Regions from separate parts of the Mus musculus genome. Here region 1 is linked to region 2. The links are chromatin contacts, called in public Hi-C maps. All regions are on one chromosome and are shown on one strand. The core of a region is the stretch at or near the end of the contact, and the rest is flanking DNA. Distances in the headings are between cores, read along the strand shown. Region 1 overlaps Gm41492 (a long non-coding RNA gene). Region 2 has its middle 11 kb from the start of 4932438H23Rik.

Evidence for each region. A called contact is a pair of places that touch in the nucleus more often than the background predicts.
Region 1: a Hi-C map of neural progenitor cells shows a contact between it and region 2, with 6 times the contacts expected there. The contact joins two enhancer-like sites. A contact is called at or near these places in 4 of 39 promoter capture datasets (cranial neural crest, embryonic stem cells, liver and 1 more), 62 of 484 Hi-C or Micro-C datasets (the C10 cell line, the G1E-ER4 cell line, the HL-1 cell line and 26 more), 2 of 115 datasets of contacts at active chromatin or transcription factors (embryonic forebrain and embryonic stem cells) and 1 of 9 other capture datasets (pancreatic islet).

Annotation. Positions count from the first base shown.
Region 1 is chr16:91,156,443-91,163,692 of GRCm38.p6, forward strand. All of the region lies in intron 1 of Gm41492 (a long non-coding RNA gene), which reads right to left. Among named protein-coding and RNA genes, the nearest start is that of Gm41492, 40 kb to the right of the region's middle. Within about 2 kb of position 4,454, at least 8 of the 459 cell types and tissues checked have an H3K27ac peak or open chromatin away from gene starts, as enhancers often do. A contact at or near this core is called in neural progenitor cells, where this site is marked.
Region 2 is chr16:91,077,014-91,083,836 of GRCm38.p6, forward strand. It overlaps a transcript of 4932438H23Rik not described here. Among named protein-coding and RNA genes, the nearest start is that of 4932438H23Rik, 11 kb to the left of the region's middle. Within about 2 kb of position 4,653, at least 8 of the 459 cell types and tissues checked have an H3K27ac peak or open chromatin away from gene starts, as enhancers often do. A contact at or near this core is called in neural progenitor cells, where this site is marked.

The sequences.
Region 1 (7,250 bases), core at 3,204-5,703, 79 kb after region 2:
CCCCTCAGTCCTTGTGTGGCTTTGCAGGCCCCATTTCTGATACTCGACGGCCTTCTCCTGAGTGTGAAAATCCACCAGGGCCTTTTGTAAACCCAAGTGAGGATTTTGAGGCTGCATTTAAAATGCCTCCTTCTTCTCTGAAAAAGGATTAGGTGCAACGAAGTGCTTGAGCCTTCAGCGTCTTTGAAAAGAAACCCGGCCTTAAGTGCTAAAGCTCGGATTCCACGAGGTCGGGCAAAGGCCTCCTCAGGAAAGCGGCCTGGCTGACGCAGCTGCTTAAGACCCAGCGCCACCTTTTCATGGCGACTCCATTCGGTGCCGGCTGGGGGTTGGGGCAGACCAGATGTTTTAAGGGGATTATCGCTGAAACAAAAGCCACTTTTCCTGTGTGCCACCCACTTCTTAAAGGCAATTTTTCCACACAATGCCACCAGAATCGGTGGGAATGGAAATCCGAATTTCCACCTTCTGATGGCCTGCAGCACCCGAGCCTCGTGAGGACCTTATCTCCCCGTCCTCACAGAAACGCATTACCTCCATCAAGACTGCAATGTCCCCTACTCCTTCAGAATGCAATCATATTTAGAAATAGGATCTTTAAAGAAGCTATTAAGATAAAATGGGCACACACAGGAAGGCTCAAGTCACCCCCGTCTTTGTAAGATGGGGAGGGGAGATTAGGTTGCAGTCCTTTTGGGGAGGCACAGGGGTAAGATGTCATCTACAGGCCAAGGACAGAGAGGCCTCCCGAGATATCAACCACCCCAGTGGGAAAGCCAATCTCAGCCTTCCTGCCTCTGGAATGATGAGAGAAAGACATTCTGTTGCTTAAGCCCTAGCTGACTAACACAGCCTGTGTTTGAACAATGAGCCAAGCAAGGCTTAGCCAGGTTAAGTAACTGACCGTGGCGCACAGCTCGGGAGTTGCTCATCTTGGGCCGAGGTCTGATTTCTCTGTTGCCAAAGCCCCGTGTTTAACTTTTAACTCCTGAGAGTGGAGCCAGGAGGGGCTCCCAACGGTCTGAATTCCTTACTTTTCTGTTGATGCGAACAGATAACCGACAGGAAGCAACTTCAGGAGAGAAAGACTTATCTGGATACAGTGAGGGAGCTGTCCATCATGGTGTGGAGAGTCATGGCAGCAGAGAGAAGCACAGCTGGCTCGTTGCATCCACAGGCAGGAAGCAGAGAGGTGAGCACTGGAGCCCAGCTTGCTTTCTCTGTTTCATTCAGTCCATGGCCTTGGTCCACGCCACTCACATCAAGGTTGGGTCTTCTCTCCCTCACTTAAGCCTGGAAACACCCAGGTGTAGATACACCCAGAGGTGTATTCCCATTGATAATTAAGGTTAATCATCACACACTCTTCTGTCAAGAGTTTCTGTATAAGTTTCATGATGCCTTCAGATATGGGGCAGGAGTTGGATCAATGCTAGTCTTCAGTGCCCAACCAGAGCACTGATGCAATGACTAGCCCTCAAGGCTGGGGACTTACATAGCATGTGGCTTGACTCGGGGCTTATTCTAGTTTCATTCTGATACTGTGATAAAACACTCTGATCAGAGCAACTCAGGGGAGGAAGCAGTTAGCTGGCTTATGCTGTTGGGTCACATCCCATCATTGAGGGAAAGTCAAGGAGGAATTTGAAGGAGATACCATAGAGGAATGCTGTTTGTTGGTTCTCACACTGCCTAACTCAGACTCATGTTCAGCTAGCTTCCTTATATAGCCTAGGACCACCTGCCCAGAGAACAGTGCTGCCTACAGTGGGCTGGGCCCTCCAATGTGAATTAACAATCAAGATGATCCCTTGCAAACATGACCACAGGCCAGGCCAAGAAAGACAATTTCTCAACTGAGGCTTTTCTCTCCGTTTATTCTGTACTGATACTTAATGCTTAGCAGGTCAGTGGTCAACACAGGCTTGTCAAACAGACTGACAAGGAAATACTTTTCAAATGCACTTAGCAAATTTAAGTGCCCTTCTAGGACTAGCTAAGAGCTCCCTAGGGGTGGACTCTTGAAATCTTCAGTTTTCTGTAGATTCTCAAGGTGACAACAATGTATAATCAAATTATTTCTTCTGAATCCAAATATTCCTCCTTAGAAAGAAGAGGGATGCTCATGAGACTCAGGAAATACAGGAAACTTGCAAGGCTAAGGAAGCTCCTGAAACTTACAAGATTTACAAAGATTCTGCCCAGATTTATCTCTGGCAGCTACCTACAACCTGTGCAGGGAACTTGAGGGATCCATTTCTTTAAGTTGTCATCCATTGTGCAGGCTTTTCAGCGATGGAGCTACCTTTGAGTCAACCATTCTCCTTTAAGTAATACCTCATCCATGCTTCCTTGGGTAGTCCAAAACAAAAAACAAAACAAAACAAAGCAAAAACCCAAAACACAAAAAAACAAAACCACTGACTCACCAAGATAGACTTGGGTGGAACAGTCTCTTCTTTGATCTGTTACTGGTATCTAGAATGAGTAGGTATTTATCTCCATCTTCCTAGGAAGAGTTGCTCAGTAGGCACATTTGTTACAATCTTTACAATTGTCCCTCCAGTGTAGTAATGTAGTAATGCCTGTGTAGACTACAGCTCTTAGTAAGTAACATGCCTCCATGGCCTCTACAATAGCTCCTGCCTCCAGGTTCCTGCCATGTTTGGGTTCCTGTCCTGATGTCCTTCAATGATGTGGAATTGTAGGCCAAATAAAGCTTTTCCTCTGCAACTTGCTTTGTGTTCCTTCACAGCAACAGAAACCCCCATGAGACAGGGCTCCTCATGACAGCTGATTCTTCTCCGGCGTTCTTGTATCACCACACAGAAGAATGGAATGGTCACAATATGGGTTGGGCAAACCAACAAGAAGAACTTTAGGCACAACAGATTGTAATTTGAATGAAAAGTGCAAGCTCTGAACTCTCAGTAGTTGCAGGGATTACCATCAACAGGATAGGGTTAGTAGTGTTACAACTTTGAACACATGACGGGTTCAGGATGCCAAATTTGAAGGGGCTGTCAATGTGTGTTAGAGTTCTGTGCTCTCTGGGTAATGGTGGTGGTGTTATGCTAACTGAGATCAGGCCTTTAAAGAACAAGTCTGTAGAGAACAGGTTATGGACAAAGCGCAGGTCACCCTCCTCCAATTTGTATCTCCACTCTTGACAGAGTCCTCCTCTTTAGGAGCGTTAGAATCTAGGAGGAGAGCTGTTCCTTCGGAAGACTTGCCAAGTGCTGCAAAAAAGACACAGCATATTTCATTTGGATCTTGCGTATCTTAGTATCCTCATATATCATTGAGCTAGACAGGCCTTATACAATTGTTATCAGTAGTATCATCATCAATACAAGAAGCACTGCGGCAATGAATGGGGAGATCTTACCCCCCCACACCCCCCATGGCACATCAAGACATACTTGCCAGTGACTAGAAACATCTTTAGTTGTGACAGAATGTGCTCTCAGCATCCGGTAGGCCAGGAACCTTATGGATATCCCACGCTGCCAGACCGTGGCCCACAGGAAAGGATGATCAACTGCACGTGTGAAGTCATTGAAGTCCTGAAGGTACCCAGGTTAGTTGGATCTTATCTTCTTCCTTTTTCTGAGAATGGGATGTGTCCTGGCTGGTTTTGTGTCAACTTGACACAAGCTAGAGTCCTCAGAGAGGAAGGAGCCTCAGTTGAGAAAATGCCTCCATGAGATCCAGCTATAGGGCGTACCCAATGGGGTACGGTCCCGCCCATAGTAGGCGGTGCCCTGGCTGGGCTGGTGGTCCTGGGTTATATGAGTAAGCAAGGAGTAGCAAGCCAGTAAGCAGCACCCCTCCATGGCCTCTGCATCAGCTCCTGCCTCCAGGATCCTGTTCTGTTTGAGTTCCTGTCCTGACTTCCTTCAGTGATGAACAGCAATGAAGAAGTGTAAATTGAATGAACCCTTTCCTCCCCAACTTGCTTTTTGGCCATGGTGTTTTGTCAATGAAATAGAATTCCTAACTAAGACAGGGTTAGCATGTACAGAAAGCCTGGGAGCCTGTGTTGACGCTGATATGAAATTTGAGGTCACACCCAAAATCCCACACTCCTTGGGTAAAAAGTGTGTAAGAGGCAGGTGGATTTCTGTGACTTTGAGGCCAGACTGGTCTACAAAGTGAGTTCCAGGCCAGCCATGGCTACACAGAGAAACACTGACTTGGAAAACCATAAGGAGAGAGAGGTGGGGGGGGGGGCGAATAAGGTGAGCAGCTGGAAGCAGGAAAGAAACTAAAGTTAGGCTCAGAATTGCTGCCTCTGCCGCTCTTGCCAACCCTGAAGACACAAAAGAGCCGCCAAAAAGACCTTGCAAGTTTCTAGGTTAAGAAACTGTCAGGCCCCCTGAGCACTTTTCCCAATCCTGAGCATTCGCTGCCATGACTGGGGGACACCAGAGGGCGCTCAAGAAAGGAAGAAGTGGCCCTTTGACCACCAAGGTTTTCGGTCTCTATGTAGTCCCAGGGGCCAGGGGGACAGATAGTTCAGCCATCACGAGCCAGCACCGATTCCTCCCAATTCTCTGCTCAGAGAGGCTCAATAAAACTTCCCGGGATTGTGGTTAAACAGACCTTTGCTGGCTGGCTGAAGGGGACCTATAGCTCTGTACCTTCATGTTATGAATCCTTCCTAACTGAGAGGGAGATTTTGATCTGAAAGCAAGCCTTGTAAAGTTGAGATGTTGCTAAAGGCAAGGCTCAGGATAGACCCTTTTGTAGCATGGTTAAAATTACAGGGGTTGGAAGCTGGTTGGCCCAAAAGGTAGATTCTACTATGGTCATAGTTGTTGACTGGTAACAACCAAGAATGAACAGGGATTCATGTTTACCTGTAGATTTTGGTGGACCAGACAGATAGTGAGTTAATTTCCTTAGGTGTGCACCAGTATGCCAACAAAGCACTGAAAACCAGCTGGATTAAACAAGCCCGTTGTCTGTCTATTAGTTCTGGGAGCTAGAAATCTAGGATCAAGGTAGGCTGCATTACAGTTTCCTTTCACTGAAACATTCCCTTCAGTGTGGAGAAAGAGGATCGTGAGATTCAGGGATCACAGAGGTGGAGAGGGTAAACCTGCCATCTGGCCGAGAGGGTTAAAGCTTGCAAGATGTTTGAAAGTGCCTCCTCGGCTTTGTAGACACAGTGAACAACTGCTGGTGGGGGAGGGCTGGGTGGGGTGGGGTGGGGTGAGAGTAGAGCAGACCAGCCAGTTGTCAGGAGTCTCTCCAACTGTTAGGCTGCCTACAAGGCATGTGGAGAGCGCCAGGGCTGCAGTTTTCCTGAGTCATCCCCTGTGTTGCCTCGGGCTTTGTGGAGAAGGGGTTGCCTTTCTGAGTCACGATTGCTCCTGTCCGTAACCCATATTCCCTTCACTGGTTCGCCTCACTAGACTGTGGTGCAACCATTTCTTTGATCTATCAAGGGTTCCCTTTCTGGGGTGAGCAGAAGTGTATTGCATCCCCCCATGAAAAGTCTCTAGCGCAATAAATCAGCTCCAGAAATTTGGGGGACCATCTCTCCCAGCTTCTGATGTTGCTGGTCATCCTTAGCATGGCTTGGCTTGTAGGCCCATTATCTAAGCCTCTGTTTGTATCTTCATGTGGGTTCTCCTTGTGTACATGTCTGTCTCTCCCTGTCTCTGTCTCTCTCCCTCTTGCTGTCTCCCTCTCTTTCAGAAGGAATTAAAGCCATGGCCTGGCCCATCTTAGAGTATCTTAGTCAGTTCTCTAACATGGGTCTCCATCCCCAGCCCCTCAAGTTCCCCTCTTGGCTTCTTGACATTACATCACAGGGCCTTTAGCACAAGGGTGCTTAACACTGTCTCCAGAGAACACCTCCCAGGAGGTAGGAGTAGTCATTTCAGCCAGGGAAAACTGAGTCTGTCTTGGAGAGTGGGAGATGAACATTGATTATTGATTATTCTTTCCCAGAGGCCATTAGCACTGCTTCTTGGCACTTTGGACTCACTCTGGTGCCAGTTGCAATAAATGAAAACCATATTTAACTTAAAAAGTGAAGCTCACAACGGTATCGTATTGCACAATGGAGCTGCAGTGGGGCAGGGGGGCAGCTACTGTTTCAAGATGACTTGAGAATTCAATACAACGTGGGGCTGTGTGGTTACATGCTTTGAAAGGCACCTCACAGATGGGTTTCATAATTGAGAAATGTATTTGTTCTTTGTTGCTGTGTAAAAATAACATGACTCAAATTTTGGAGTTGGATGCCTTCCTGGAATGGTTTCCCTCCACCTTACAACACTTAGGGGGCTGCACGGCCACAGCGTCGGGTGGGTGGTGGGGTTATAAGTGCAAGCCTTTGGACACACCACAGGGAAAAGCTAAAGGAGTTTGCAAACAGATGCTGAAGAAGACAAGGGATATCTCGAGCCAGCACCCTGAGGCCTGCGTGGTGTCCAGCAAGGTAGCAAGGGGGAGAAATGATGGAGTCATTCTTGGAGTCAAGCAAGCAGGGCTTCACGAAGCAGGGATGTCACAGGGATTATAGCTCAAGGTAGTTCCCTGCTCCGAGGACACTGGGGGGCAGGGAGCGGGATCCCAGGGACATCCCTGCTTTGACTTTCTAGAACATTCTAAGATCTCTAGCTCCCAGTAAAAACAAATAAGGTACTCTTAAAAGGAGTACTCTGTCCAAGTACCAAAGACTAGGACTTCCTACTGCTCCCAGGAACAGGACCTTCTCACAGCCCTTGCTCTGAATCTGCCCCTTCAGGGTCATTTTTCAACATTAGAACATTGTTCAGCCTTCCCATGTTCCTTGGATTGTGGAACTAAAGGAATCTTGTGGGTGTCTTAAGTCCTCCAAAGATACATGCTCTGAGGTTTTATTCTGGGACGGGGAAGACATCAGTTCTGGTTTTCCTGCCCCTTGAGTAATAACATGCAAACAACCATGTTCCTAACAGACTGTAGGTCATGGGGCTTGCCAGTGACTTGTGGTGGCTTAGAGAGAGAGCTTCCCCTCACCCCCTGCCCCCTGCCCCCCCCCCCAGACACTGCCGGTCCAGCGAGCTGCAGCTGAATGTTCGCAAACTCTAGCCAGGTGCAGACTCAGACTGTAGTAGCTCTTGCAGAGTTCCTGGTTCCCCAGCACTTGAAGGAGACCTAGAAGATACTTTCTTACAAGCTCTGCCACCGTGGTGGCCGCGGCACCACCACAGCTGCAGCTACTACTGGGATCTCAGAAGTAAGGCTTTGCT
Region 2 (6,823 bases), core at 3,403-5,902:
AAACTAAATCACCCATTAGTTGCAGATGGGTGATTTTTACTTTTGTTTTTGAGATAGGGTCTCTCTAGGTAATCTCAACTGGCTTCAAACACACAGAGATCTGCCTGCCCTGCCTCTGAATCCTGAGTGTCGGAGTAAAGGCACACACCACGTGCCCAGCTTGAGTTCTGATAGAAGGGAATGTGGACCCTTAACTTGTCAGTTATATTTTCTCTGATGTTTTTCTTCTCTGCATCCTCTAACGTGGGACATCATTTTCTCCCCTTGGTTCCTAGAATTATTGAACGTTTTAGACAATGTCCACCACCCTAAGGATCCCCACCCACTGCAGCCAGGGTAGACTTACTATCACAGGTCAGCTTCTCTTACTGATGAAATGACAGAACCCCACAGGACTTGCTAAGAGTCGGGTACGAATTTAAGCACTTCACGTATGCTGTTTGTGAATTTCTCTCAAATACTTGTTGTCTTAGGGTTTTTATCACTATGATGAAACACCACAACCAAAAAGCAAGTTGGGGTGAAGAATAAAAATTTTTACTGAACTCTTCTTCACCCCAGAGCCCCGACCCCTCCCATCTAGAGGTTGTTCTCGGAACACTCCTAAACTTTTCACCCCAAAACTCCTCACCCTAAAGTTCGAAAAAACTGTTCCAAGAACATTTTTGAGATAAAGGCCTCCTGGAACAACCTCAAAATGAACCGGGTACATTGCCAAATGATAGGACATGACTCCTTAGTTACGTAGATTCCTTGATAGGACATGACTCCTTAGTTACGTAGATTCCTTTGGCAGAACTCCATAGTGATGTAAACTTGTACTTTCCCTGCCCAGTTCTCCCCACTTTGAGTTTTACTATATAAGCCTGTGAAAAATTTTGGCTGGTCGTCGATTCTCCTCTACACCACTAGGTGCCACTAGGTGTATGAGTTTCGACCCCAGAGCTCTGTGCTTTCATGTTGCTGCTTTATTTCGACCCCAGAGCTCTGGTCTGTGTGCTTTCATGTTGCTACTTTATTAAATCTTGCCTTCTACATTTTATGTATGGTCTCAGTGTCTTCTTGGGTACGCGGCTGTCCCGGGACTTGAGTGTCTGAGTGAGGGTCTCCCTTCGGGGGTCTTTCAGGGGAGGAAAGGGTTTATTCAGTTTACACTTTCACATTGCTGTCCATCACTGAAGAAAGTCAGGACAGGACTCAAAGAGAGCAGGAACCTGGGGGCAGGAGCTGCTGCAGAGGCCATTAAGGGGTGTTGCTTACTGGCTTGCTCAGCTTGCTTTTTTATAGAACTCAGGACCACCAGCCCAGGGATGGCTCTGCCCACAATGGTCTGGGCCCTCCCCCTTCATTAAGATAAAGCCCTACAGCTGGATCGTATGGAGGCATTTTTCTCAATTGAAGTTCCCTCCTTTTAAGATGGCTCTAGCTTGTGTCAAGTTGATAGAAAACTAGCCATGACACCTACCATTATTATTTTTAATTTCTAGCACTGGAAACCAAAGAACTGATAGTAATTGGTTCAAATTCACGAAGCGAATCAGCTGTGTAGCCGAGGTTGGACCCAGGTTGTGCGGCCACCGTGTCCTTCCATTCTGTGAAGTTTGACAGATGGATTTTATATTTTCCAACACAGTTTTAAAGTTTGATTTTTTGTATTTTATTTTTAATCTTTTTGTAGCTAATTATGATTTAGGTATGCTTAACGAGCCATCCTAGTAGGAATATGGAAGACACTGGTTCTGAGGGTGGTTTGAACTGTACAGACCTGGCCCAAGAGGTTTCAGAAGAGAAGAGTTTCAGTTTGAAATTCTAGAGTCTGTTTTTGTGGTATTTTGGTGAAGAATATGGCTGCTTTTTGCCCTTGTCTTAAGAGTCTACCTGAGGCTAAGGTAAAGAGATTTATATTAATTGCATTGACAAAGGAAGTCTCAGAGAAGCCCAGAAGAGACTTTGTTCTATGGTTTAGTCTCACAAAGAGCATTCTGACCCAGCATAGCAAGCTTATAAAGAAAAAATACAAAATGTATTGTTCAAGTAATAATAATGGGGCACACGGAAGTAGAGCTGTGTTCAAGGAGAAGAAGAGAGTTAGGGAGCAGTGATCTCAGAGCAAGAGCCCACCCAGCTAAGCTTATTGTTTGTATTTGCAGTTGAACAAGGAAGAGTTTGGATTTTTAATCTGGAATGAACTACAATTCAGAAGAATAGAGGGCATCCCTGTGAATCCAGATCTTGAGGAACAGTAGACAACAGAAGCTTAGGCCCAGGCGAGGTGGTACACACCTTTAATCCCAGCATTCAGGAGACAACGCCAAGCAGATCTCTGAGATCAAGGCCACCCTGCAACAGAGCAAGCCCTAGGTGAAGAAAAAGCTTAAAATCCAGGCCTGGTGGTACACACCTTTAATCAGGACACGAAGCAGTGCAGATCTCTGAAGTCAAGGCCAAGTTCCAGGACAGCCAAGCTAAGGCAGTGAAGGAGTTGGAAAACAGAAAGCTAGTGACAGTGTAATAGAACAAGGGGGACATGCTCCCATCCTAGCACGCAGCAGGACTCGGCAGCTTCAGCTGCATAGCTCTGGCTTTAGATTAAATACAAAAGTCAGGACAATTGATGCTGGTTAGCTGGACCTAAGAAATTGTCGGTGATTAAGAAGAAACCACTGAGGTGAAGTCTTCTGGGAAGTGCGTTCTGAGAGCACAGAGAAACTGTGATCCAGAGATGGCCAAGGTTGTATCTCATGCTGCGGCTGGACTTGGTCATGTGTAAGAGTCACCCAGGTGGTGCTGGTTTAGAAGGCATGAAGGGGTCACGCAGAGCAGCTGAGGCTCGGCACTGTAAGAGGCTATGGAAGGCCATTGGTGAGGGTGCAGCCTCAGTTGCAGTTGACAGCCCAGGACTGAAGGGGTCATGCAAAGGAGTTGAGTCTTGGCACCATGAAGAGAGCCTATTGGTGAAGCCTAGTTTCAGTGGAAGACCCCAGCATATTGGCAATGCTAGTGTCATGGGATGATCACTAAGAACAGCAGCGACAATGGAGTGGAGTCAACCAGAGCCTAGAAGGCTACAGAGGGCAGGGCTGGAGAAGTGAAGCAGGCCCTTTGGAGGAACCCAGAAGATCATGTGTGGATCCCAGACACTGGAACAAGAAGCTGTAAAGTTGAAGTTGCCTCGGAGACCCCAAGATGTTCAAGATGCCAGAGCCTGATGAGCTGGCTACCTGCTGAGGAAAGCTGCTAACAGCGAGTGGAAACAGCCCAAGGGAAAGAAGTGTGCTGCAGTCAACACAGATGAAAAAGAAGTTGGAGATGTGAAGGCCGCTTTGACATCAGACAGGGAGAGGCAGAACTGGAGTTTGCCAGGCTGTTTTGTTTGGTCTTGATTGGTCCAGTATTTCCTCACTATGATGTTTTGGAATGGCAATGTATATCCTGAATGATGTTGGAGGTATGTGATTTGCCGTTTGATTTTGACTTTATAGGGGATTACAGTTAAGTGATTGACTCTCAGGACAGATTTGAACTTTGGACTTTTAGCATTGTTGAGACCACTATAGACTGTAGGGACTTTTGAAGTTGGACTAAATGTACTTTGCACTATGGAATGTTTAGGTATGGCCCCATAGAGTCGTGTATTTTAACAAGCCTATGGGGGTTAGGGAGTGGAATGGGTGGTATGAATATGCTTGGCCCAGGGAGTGGCACTATTAGGAGGTGTGGCCTTGTTGGAGTGGGTGTGGCCTTGTTGAAGGAAGTGTGTCATTGTGTGTGTGTGTGTGTGTGTGTGTGTATGTGTGTGTTGGGGGGTGAGCTTTGAGACCCTTCTCCTAGCCACGTGAGAGCCAGTCTTCTCCTGTTTGCTTTTGGAACAAGATGTAGAACTCTCAGCTCCTGCACCATGCCTGCCTAGACGCTGCCATGCTCCTGCCTTGATGATAACGGATTGACCCTCTGAACCTGTAAGCCAGTCCCAATTACATGTTGCCTAAGAGTTGCCTTGGCCATGGTGTCTTTTCACAGTGAAGCCCTAATGAAGACGCCCAGTTAAAGCATTCCACTGCTTTCCAAAGTCCCCAAATGCACATTTCCTCCAATAAACAGTTGGCCTGTCACGCAATACCCCAGTCCCTGGTACCAACTTCTGTCTTAGTTGGGGTTTTATTGCTGTGAAGAGACACCATGACCAAGGCAACTCTTATAAGGGACAACATTTAATTGAGGCTGGCTTACAGGTTTGGAGGTTCAGTCCATTATCATCATGGCAGGAAGCCTGGCAGTGTGCAGGCAGACATGATGCTGGAGGAGCCAAGAGTTCTACATCTTGGTCCTAAGGCAATCAAAAGGAGACTGGCTTCTCTGCCTAGCTTAGGTTTTAAAAAATTCTCATAGGAGATTAGTCCAGTTACAATTTCTTAGGTTCATTGAGATGAAAGCTTTGAAGTAGAAAGAAGATATGCCTTTCCTAGAAAAGCCCAAATGTAATTCAGAGAGAGAGAGCGCGAGAGAGAGAGCAAGCGAGAGAGAGAGAGAGAGAGAGAGAGAGAGAGAGAGAGAGAGAGAGAGAGAGAGAGAGAGAGAGAGAGATATCAGCCTCGAGAATAGAAGTAGTCGAAGTGCTGCTTTCTCCCACTAGATGGCAGTATTTCTCTGCGAACCAAACCTGCCCGTGCAGGCTCCCTGGCAAAATGGCAGGCAGGCTCTCTAGAAAGAGATGCAGGGCACCTGACAGATGCTTCCACCCAAGAAGCCAAATGAGAAACTGTGTTGGTCCCCGAGCCTCGTGACTGAGATACAACTAGGGAAGCTGAGAGTGGCCATAAGTAGAGGATAAAATTTTAAACGAGAGTAACTCAGTGAACGTTCCTGGGAGCAGGTGCCCTTCGGAGGGAAGGTGCCTTCTAACTTCCTAAGAAGGAAAGAAAGTGGTGCTTTCATTCCTTCTTTCTTCATGCATTCACCTTGAACAGTCTGGAATGTGATGGACATGCATCGTTGTTGCAGGTTTGAGAGAGATTTAGTGAGGACTCACTGTTCACCTCTCAGTGGTCTTACTGCCATCTAGCCTCTCCTTTAAACACACAAATGGAGGAGAGGAAGAATCGAGTTTTGCACAGCATCCCTTTGGCAAGGCCACCTTCATCACTCAGAATCTATGGAGACAGCACTACTTTCCGAAGAGTGCTGGGATCTTGCTGTGTATGTGTGTGTATACATATACATATACACACATACATACATAGGTGGTCTCACTGTGTGACACTGGCTGTCACCATATAGACCACCAGGCTGGCCTGAAACCTAGAGATCTGCCCACCTCTGCTTCCAAGTGTTGGAACTACAGGCGCCTGCCACCACAGCCAGCCAATGTATAATCATCCTATCACAACAAAAATGGCATTTAGAAGTGAAAATGTTAGGCTGGGCGTGTTGGCAAACACCTTTAACCCCAGCATTCGGGAGGCAGAAGCAGGCAGATTTCTGAGTTCGAGGCCAGCCTGGTCTACAAAGTGAGTTCCAGGACAGCCAGGGCTACACAGAGAAACCCTGTCTCAAAAAACCAAAAAAAAAAGTGAAACTGTTTCATGTGGTTGTTAGTTTTCTGAATTAATCCATAACATTGTTGTCTGTTTCATTATTTTCATTTATTACTCTGATAATCTACGGTTATTGGAAAAGTATGAAAAATATAACTTCCAATTCCATGTCCCAGATACAACTACTAACTAACATTTTAGCACTATTTTTTTCTCAGTATGAAAAATTAGTCATAATTATTAGTTAGTTATCAGGAACATTTCTGCTTCATCAATAACTGTATTCAAATCAGTAAGCCCTGGAGTGAAACTGCCTGGTTTGATTTCTGTCTCTAACATTGAACTTGGTTTTGTTTTTTTTTGTTTTTTTGTTTTTTTGTTTTTTTTTTTTTGGAGACAGGGTTTCTCTGTATCTCGAACTTGGTTCTTTTGCTTGCTTTATATCACAAAGTCTGCCTGTGTAGCCCAGGCTGGCTTCAAATTCCTGATCCTCCTGCCTCAGCTGCCCAAGAGCATGCTTCTTTTATCTGTACAGCAGAAGTACAGTAATAAACCCCTACCTCATAGCCATAGGGAGCTCACATCTCCTATGTGTCTGCTACAATGCCAAGCACATAGGAAATGCCTTGGAGGTGTGGCTCCATGATAAAACCCTGTTTAGCATTCACAAGACCTGAGGTTCGAGATCCCCAGCACCACAGAGAGAAAAAAAAAAAAGCCCCACAGATATTAGTTTTTCTGTTGTCATCCTATCAATCAAACACTTCCCCCTACTATGAACTCATTTGTTCTCACAGAATTTGGAAAATATGAAGAAATAAAGCCAAGAGAACATGGGGGCTGGAGAGATGCCTCTGTGGATGAATTGGTTACTGTGTAGGAAGGAGGACTTGAATTCAGACTCCCAGCACCCACCTAAAAGCTGGCATAACAGCCGGAGCCAGTACTGAGGGGCAGAGGCGGGAGGGCCCTGCTGGGTCTCAAGTCAGCACACTGCTTTGGGTTCAGTGAAAAGACCTCTTTCAAAAGATGATGTGGAGATGCAAATAAGGGAAGACGTTCTGACATCAACCTCTGGCCAGAACAAGGGAGTGTGTTAAATAATAATCTAAGAAGTCAGTCTGGGCACAGTGCTGCATGCCTACAAACCCAGCCCCTTGACAGGCAGAGGCGGGGGGGGGGGGCATGAGCTTGAGGTCCATGTGTACGATGTAGTGAGTCCTCATCTCAGAAACTACACAGCAGTAAACAACATCCAAACACAACCACGTGCAATGTCACTACCGAAG